Regions from separate parts of the Mus musculus genome. Here region 1 is linked to region 2. A link is a contact called in public Hi-C data. All regions are on one chromosome and are shown on one strand. The core of a region is the stretch at or near the end of the contact, and the rest is flanking DNA. Distances in the headings are between cores, read along the strand shown. Region 1 overlaps Gm41058 (a long non-coding RNA gene). Region 2 overlaps Rab3c (RAB3C, member RAS oncogene family).

Region 1 (3,834 bases), core at 816-3,315, 180 kb before region 2:
TCTTTATCTATGTGTATATAAATATCTGTATTTGTGCAAATATGTCATATATCAATTTATACACATCTTTAATACCCCACCCCAAAATAAATAATTTTAACTCAAGGTTTACTCTCCTAAAATAGTCTTTATATTTTTCATTGCTTTAAACTGTCCTTTATTGAACCTCTTCCATATAAAGTAACGAGAACTCTGAAAAGGGAGACTAGTGGACAGGGTAAAGACAGTTCTCATGACGTTAGCACTAAGTTCACAAGGGGCTAAAGGTGCAAACACAAATGCCAAAGGACCAGGAAGTGCACCATGGTGCTAGAAAATCAAAAGAGGCTGGCAGGCAAGTGTCTGCATGCAAAGGGGTGGCATGCATTGACTATACATGTGTGATGCAGGAAAGTTTTGTTATCAGCGTGTACTCAGGGTGGTGACTGAGTTAGGGGAAATTATGTGGCTGCATGACATATGACATACATACACACATGCATACATATGTGCACATGAGGCAGAAAGAGAGGTAGACACAGAAAGAGAGACAGACAGACCTACAGAGACACAGAGAGGGGTGGGTACTTCATACTGAGGTCTTCTGTACCCGGGGATGAGTACTGAAGAGAAAGGCCAAATGGCAAGGGAGATGTAAAGGGTGACCTGGAAGACATTATGGGAAAGAAAACAGGTCATGCTGAGTCTCTGGGAGGAAAGAGCTGGAGATGTTTGGGGAGCAAAGCATAGCAGGTAGGGAAGAGATATGGGGACAATACAGTGGCAGGAGACAGAGGCTTATCATGGAAGGCCTTCTAATCCATAAAAGAGTGGCACACGGGGGAAAGTAGATTAATTCTAAGACTACCAAGAGCGTCTTAATCGTAGGTGACGTGGTCTGACTAATACTTAAGAAATGCTGCTCATTTAGTTTTGGGGATGCAATACAGAGAGATAACAAGATAGGAGGAAAACTTGAAAGAGGCTGCAATGGTTGCTTCGACAAAAGATGGGGTGGTGTGTAGAGCAAGCCCTTGCCTGAAAGCCTTTAGTATTCTGGTGGGCAACCTCTACTAAAGCAAGCAACCCTGTCCAGCTAGAACCAAACAGGAGGTCGTTTCCACAGTTCCCCACAGTAGCAACAAGGATCACAGGGGCCCCATTTTGAACACAGTGTAACCTGTGAACTGCACACAAGATTTTATTTCTGGGTTTCATGTCCTTGACACTCAGCTCCTCCATGCTCTATCTCCTTGATTATTTCCTGAACCTTCTCTGACTTCATAAAAGCCCACAGAGAGGCTCTCCTTCATTCTATCCAAATGCCCCACAGTCAGGTCTACTATCTTTAGTGTGGTTCAAATACCCTTAGTCAGATGAAGCATCAACTGTATGGGGAAAATAATCTTGCCAGGCAGGAGGCCTCCAATTGATTATTCAGTACCAAACCATCAGCCCTGAAATCACATACCTATACCTAACATTAAGCAGTTTGAGTTTGAGAGAGAGTGGGGTGGGTGGGAGACATGGAAGGAGTTGAAGGGAGGAAAGAGATGGGGAAATAATATAATCATACTTTCATTCCAAAAGAAAGGTTAACAAAAATAAAAGCACAGAAAAATTGTAAGAATTCAACTGCACATCTTTGAAATGAAGCAGATTTAATGTGAGACAACATGGCAGGGATTTGAACCCAGGCAAGGGGACCTAGTCCTCAAAGCACAGGCTCTGTATTCAAATATCATGGTGCAAGCTATCTTTAGTAGATCGTTTCACTGACCATGCCTCATCCCATCATCTCCCATCCAGTGAATGGCACCCACCTTCATGCTTTCTATAAGCTTAAAAATTCCATGTAAATGGTTTATAGTTGTGTCTAGTAGTTGTCCAACTGCTTAAAATATGCATCAGTATTGTGCTATTTTAGCCAGCCTACAAATAATTCTAGAGCTGTCTCCGATGAACTCTGACCACTGGAGACCGTTTTCCTTTGCGACACTTTCGAGTTCCCTTTTTATGGTAAAGAAAGGTGAAGTAAAGACTTAAGTGGTTTGCTCAAGATACCAAGGGCACGATCTTTTCAAAGAAAGCCCTAGAATGACTCAGGCCTCCTGAGGACTTTGAAGGACTTAAGGGAAAACGTTTAGATACTAAGGCTTGAGAACACCCTCAAGGACTTTGAGAACCTAAAGATTCATATTGCTAAGAGTGCCTTGGAATATTCTAGTAAAGATGAGGAGTTCATTACCATTGAAATTCAGAGTTGTAGTGTTTGTTTTGTTTCCTATTACCTAAAATGCCAGTCAAATTACATGGGAGCTGAGGTACCTGTCATTGAATGACAGTTCTATGATGGGCAGAGATTCTGAAGAGAGTGGACAGAGAGGAACTTACAATTCTAAGAAGTTAATATAAGGTACATATACTCAGAGACATGTCTATTAAGGAGCCCTTGGAGTTCAGCCTAAGCTCTTGCTAGCACAGCCAAAGAGAACTGCTGGTCTCTGTGGGAAAATAAAAGCAGGGATATTTGGAATCCCTCTAACCCACCTAGGACCATGAACCTTGCTGGGCTATCACCAGTGTCCTTGTGTAGACCCTGGTTAACCAACATCTCTATGAGGAGCAATGACTTCTGAAGCATGTTTTCCTCAGAGGGAGTGAAGTGTGCTCTAATTACCAGGATCCTTAGAGATAGGTCCTCTGCCCCATGCCATGTCTGTTTGTGTTGGTTTGATTCCATTGTCTTCTGCTCTGAGAGACCAGAGTTATTCAAGAAATCACTATTTTTGTTAAAACAAACAAACAAACAGCAGATTGAAAGCAATTACTGTACTGTACCTTCCCAGATTTCTTTCTCAGAATCAATGTGCAGGTGAGATGTTGGGGCTCAGGGCCGGGACTCACAGTGCTGCTCTCCTTGGAGAAGCTAGCAAGCCAACCCTTACCTCGACCATGTTAGAAGTGGTAGGAGTGATTGACAGTCTCTATGTGAGCCAGGTTTCTATGGATCCAAATGCTCCCAACTCTAGCCTGATTGAGGTCCAGTCTCAAAAAAATGGTCAGTTACTTTAAAAAAATTAGGATATTATATTATTCTAAACATCTCCCAAATAAATTGGAAGAATCAAACAATGACTACCTTGGAGTCTGTTATTAATTCTAGTCTATAGTAATATCATCAGAGGAACCTAAAGGTATGCTGAAGTTGTGTATAACTGTATGGCTTAGAAAGGTACACACAGTCTGAGGTAAGTTGATTCCTGCCTTAGAAATGTTGAGCTTGGCAACACAGTGTTTCATTCATGGATGAGTGAAGTGGCCCAACTTCTTTCCATATGCAATGGGTACCAAAGTTTTCAGTGCTCATTTATTTTCTTGACCAAGAGTAGAGGTGGGGAGGAGTAAATGGAAGAAGAGGTAGTGTTGTTCAAGTGGAGTCAAAGCCTCAAGTCCTCCTATCTGATCTGATAGCAGTTAAGAAAGCCTTAGATGAAGAAAGGGAGTCGGACTGGAAGGAAGTATATTTTAGACATAAAACCCAGTTTCAAGCATAGTCTCACTATAATGGCGGTTGTGTTGATGCACGGAATCAATACTCAGTGGTTGTTAAAGAAGCCGAGGGACCATGCATCCTGTGTTTTCCTATGGCTGAACAGACCGTGATGCACAGTAGTGCTTTGTAGCTGTGATGCTAATTGTTATAGGTTACATTACTACATGGCATCGTGGTTTTCGGTTATACATGAATTTTGGTGAATAGAAATCTCGAGGAAATCTCCCTATCTCAGTGAGAGCACATAGCCGTAATTCCAGGAAGTCGAAAGCCTTGCTTCAAGCTGGGCTTGAATCATC
Region 2 (3,818 bases), core at 321-2,820:
ATACCCAGTTTGGCATTCATATTCATGTTCTGATCGTCTAGTCACAAAACAAACAAGACAGAATAAGAATAAGAATAAGAATAAGAATAAGAATAAGAATAAGAATAAGAATAAGAATAAGAATAAGAATAAGAATAAGAATGAGAATAAGAATAAGAAGGCTTTGTGAAGCCAGTCATACTTTCTGTTCCTCCTTTCCCTGTGAAGGCCTGAAGGAGCATTGGCAGATGAGAATAGCCCACCAGCCTAAGCAAACGTGGAGTTTCATCTCTCTCCTGGCTTCTTTGGGGCACCTACATTGCCCTTCTACACAATGCTGGTTTTCAGTGTAATAGCTTCCGGGAGCCACACAGGTCACTCCCTGAACAGTGCCAAGGAACCTCCTTTTTCTCCATTATAACACCTTATATTTCTCAACATTTATCCATGGAACAAGCTTTCTGAAGGTAGGCTAATGGCAATGTGTCTCAGTACAGCTCCTTGCTGTGATGTTTATTGATTCAGGGGAATCTTTAAGGACATATCCATAATGGTAACCTATGGGGATTTCTTTTTTCTGCCTCCCACTCCTCAAATCGGCTATCCTCCAGGTAACAACTATTCCTATTCAATGCAGATCAACAGCCCCATTGCTTGAGTAGGTACCATCTATCAACCAGACTCTTGGCTTTTGTGAATGAAAGTCTCCATCCTTTGTGAGGAGTTGCTTTGCATCTTAGCAGCCAAGTTTAAGGTAAAGGCATCACAGAAAAGCCCATTACTCTGTAAGCGTCGAGCATTTGATCTGGTGCTAGCCTTTTGTGCTGTGTTCTATGAAGGAAGAGAATATGCTGCCTGCATTTATGTATTTATGCCTCAGGATTTAAAAAAAAAATCGAACATAATCAAAATCCCACTGGGAAGAAGTATGTCAAAAAGATTAATTAAGAAGAAAGTTAAACTGGAGGCTCCCTGCCTTTGTGGTTAATGATCACAGAAAACCAAGATGGAAAACAAAATCCTGAGATGGAATGAGGGAAAAAAATGCCTTTATATTGTTTGGGTTGTGAATTTTATTAAAATCAGAGTGAGTTTGTACCAGTATTTAAGTTATGTTTACTAAAAAAAAAAAAAAAAAAATATCTCCGCGTTCCATAAGCAGAAACATGGACTAAGGAGCTATGTCAGGGTATTATTGACAGCAAAGTCAAAGACCCCCCTGTAAAAGAGCTATATATGGCTGTTCCTCTCTGCCAGGAAAGATGAATTGCCATGGCAACACTACCATGAAATAATAGGTCAAGTTTTATCCTTCTGCCCCAGGCTGAATTTATTAGGCTTTACTTTGAAGTAGATGCCATTGTAAAATGAAAGTTTTGGTATTTCAGAACTAAACATTATAGCAAGCTAAATCTCATCAATAAGATCCCCCATAGTAGGTTAAGAGAACACTTAGATTGATTAAATACATGTTTAGAAGCTAGTTTATTACTGCTCCCTTCCACAATGTGGGTTCCTCTTACAGATGTGCATGTAATAAAGTGTGTGTAAATGGAGTCACACTGATTGCTTGCACAAGGTCAGCAAGGGGAAGTGGTTTGTAAATTTTCTTTTAACGGATGACTAACTGTGGTAAAGGAAGAGTTCATATTTCACTCCCCAAGTAAGTGTGCAGCAAGAAAGCATAAAATATTTAAGACTCCTATTATTGTTTGCTATTTTCATAAGACTAAATCGAATGCTGCTTCATGTCTATTTGCAGGAATGAAAAAATAGCTACAATTTGGGACAGTCGCATATCATAAAGTGAGATGTGTAATCATTATTTTGCTATTTGAGGGAGATGTGTTCCTCAATGTCCACAGCTATGACATTAACTGTTTATTCTTAAACAGTATCTCAATCATTTAGGAATAAACTGCTAACATGAAGGAACATATAATTTTTGTCACTTCAAATAGCATTATTCCATTTTCTAATAGGACATAATTACTAGAATAGGTAGGTAGGTAGGTAAATAGTCCAGTTTTTTAAGAGTGGTATTTATCAAATCATCTCTTTAAATGACTAACTTTACCTAAGTAGAACCCGATACTGTATTTTAGCATCATATCTTTGCTGATGTCGCTGGGAGACTATGTTTAGACTTCTGTGTAAGGCTACCTTTAATTGTCTTTAATACTTTTCTGCAGTAACTTAAAGATTGTATAGATAACTGTGAAATTTATATTGTCTTCACACTGCTCATAAAGATGGGAGATCGGAATCAGTGGCTGCATTCATTTCCCATGAAGCCTATTGACCAGTCACAAATGGGTTGGGCCTTGCTCTCTGCAGCAGGAGAGATGGTCTTCCCTGCCTGTCCTGTGGTCTCTAGAGAGTGCCTGCGATTCTTGGCATATGTCTCTTCCATATGCACTGTTCCAATCCCATTCTTCCCCTTTACAGCTTTCTTGACTCTCATTCTGTTTTAATACCTTTTAATTGTGCTAATTATGTATGTGTGCACATGTGAGTGTATGTGTGTGAGTATATGAGTGAGTGTGTGAGTGTGAGTCTCTATGTGTGTATGTGGTAGGAGTGGTATGTGTATGCAAATGCAATTTCCTGTAAAGGCCAGAGCTATCATATCTCCTGGAACTGGAGTTCTAGGCAGTTTTTAGCTGTGCAACATGGTATGAGGAGCTTAACAGGTCCTCTGCAAGGGCAGTATATCTACTTAAGGGAATCAACCATCTCTCCAACCCCCCGTGTCTTCTCATTTTATGAAGGTGTTAGTCACGAGAGTAAAAGCTACCTAATCTTGTATGACATCACATATGTTTAACTGCAGTTGCAAAGACCATTTTCTCAAATAAAGTCACATTCACGGAGCCTGGAAAGAAATCTTCAAGGTAGCCCATCCATAACAGTCGGTAAATCAAATGTCTTAGTAAAATGTCTCCATCACAATCTTAAATCACTATGATGCCTGGATCTTTGCAAATATTTTCACAATTTCGATCTTTTAAAGTTCTGGAACAGTGGTGTTCTGCCTAATAAAGTTCTTCTAATGGGTAAAAGTTTGCAGGGTTCCTATGTGTGCTTCTTACTACACTTGCTTACTTTGGTACAATTTATTGTTCTCTCCGAATGCTTTAGTGATAAATATTTTCAATTGGATTGTTTTTCTGGATTCTGTCATAATGATATTGGAGATCTGACCCCTTGCTGTGACTTAAGTTCTATCTGAAAGCTTCTTTCTTCTTCTTTTTTTCTTTTCTTGAAAGCTGTTTCTCTGTCTGTCCCTTTCCCCAATTTTGATATGTAATGGTGACTCAACCCTGTGCTTTGAACACCTTCCTGTGCCATTTCAATTACAGTATAATGGAATCATGAGTTTTGCTCTCTCTCTCTCAATAATTTAAAAAAAATACCACAGTGTGAAATTGATGCATTTTAAGGTACTACAATAAATGGCTTTACCATCACAATAAAATTAACATCCTGTGAAAAGGAGACAAGATCACAAGAAAAGACAGAGAGTTAAACCCACGGGTTTTCAACATATCTATCAGCTGGCTGTTTTGGGAAAGTGGTTGTCAGGGGTCTGGATCACCTTTCTCCACATCTCCAGTATTTCGAAGTTTTCCTCTATGACAAATAAGACCTGTGTGTTGTGCAGAGAAGAGAGCAGGCCTGACATTCTCAGTCTATAGCAGTGGCATTCAATCTATGCCAAGAAAGAAAAGAAAACTGTCCAAAGGTACTGGACAGTGGGTGTGGGTAAGGGTAAGTTGCATCCACACACAATATGTCCCGGACAATATGGGATCAGTAAGAAGGTAGAAAAGGATTTA

The links. Hi-C and Micro-C count contacts between places; a contact is called where the count stands out from the background.
Region 1: a Hi-C map of bone marrow-derived macrophages shows a contact between it and region 2, with 2.7 times the contacts expected there. The contact joins two enhancer-like sites. A contact is called at or near these places in 9 of 39 promoter capture datasets (the 3T3-L1 cell line, 3T3-L1-derived adipocytes, hematopoietic stem and progenitor cells and 5 more), 16 of 484 Hi-C or Micro-C datasets (ECoMG-derived neutrophils, the N1E-115 cell line, bone marrow and 12 more), 1 of 115 datasets of contacts at active chromatin or transcription factors (acute myeloid leukemia) and 3 of 9 other capture datasets (adipose tissue, liver and macrophages).

What each region holds. Positions count from the first base shown.
Region 1 is chr13:110,362,107-110,365,940 of GRCm38.p6, reverse strand. All of the region lies in intron 1 of Gm41058 (a long non-coding RNA gene), which reads right to left. Among named protein-coding and RNA genes, the nearest start is that of Gm41058, 5.6 kb to the right of the region's middle. Within about 2 kb of position 2,065, at least 37 of the 459 cell types and tissues checked have an H3K27ac peak or open chromatin away from gene starts, as enhancers often do. A contact at or near this core is called in bone marrow and bone marrow-derived macrophages, where this site is marked.
Region 2 is chr13:110,182,898-110,186,715 of GRCm38.p6, reverse strand. The region is part of intron 2 of Rab3c (RAB3C, member RAS oncogene family); the gene reads left to right. All of the region lies in intron 1 of Gm41057 (a long non-coding RNA gene), which reads right to left. Among named protein-coding and RNA genes, the nearest start is that of Gm41057, 3.7 kb to the right of the region's middle. Within about 2 kb of position 1,570, at least 16 of the 459 cell types and tissues checked have an H3K27ac peak or open chromatin away from gene starts, as enhancers often do. A contact at or near this core is called in bone marrow and bone marrow-derived macrophages, where this site is marked.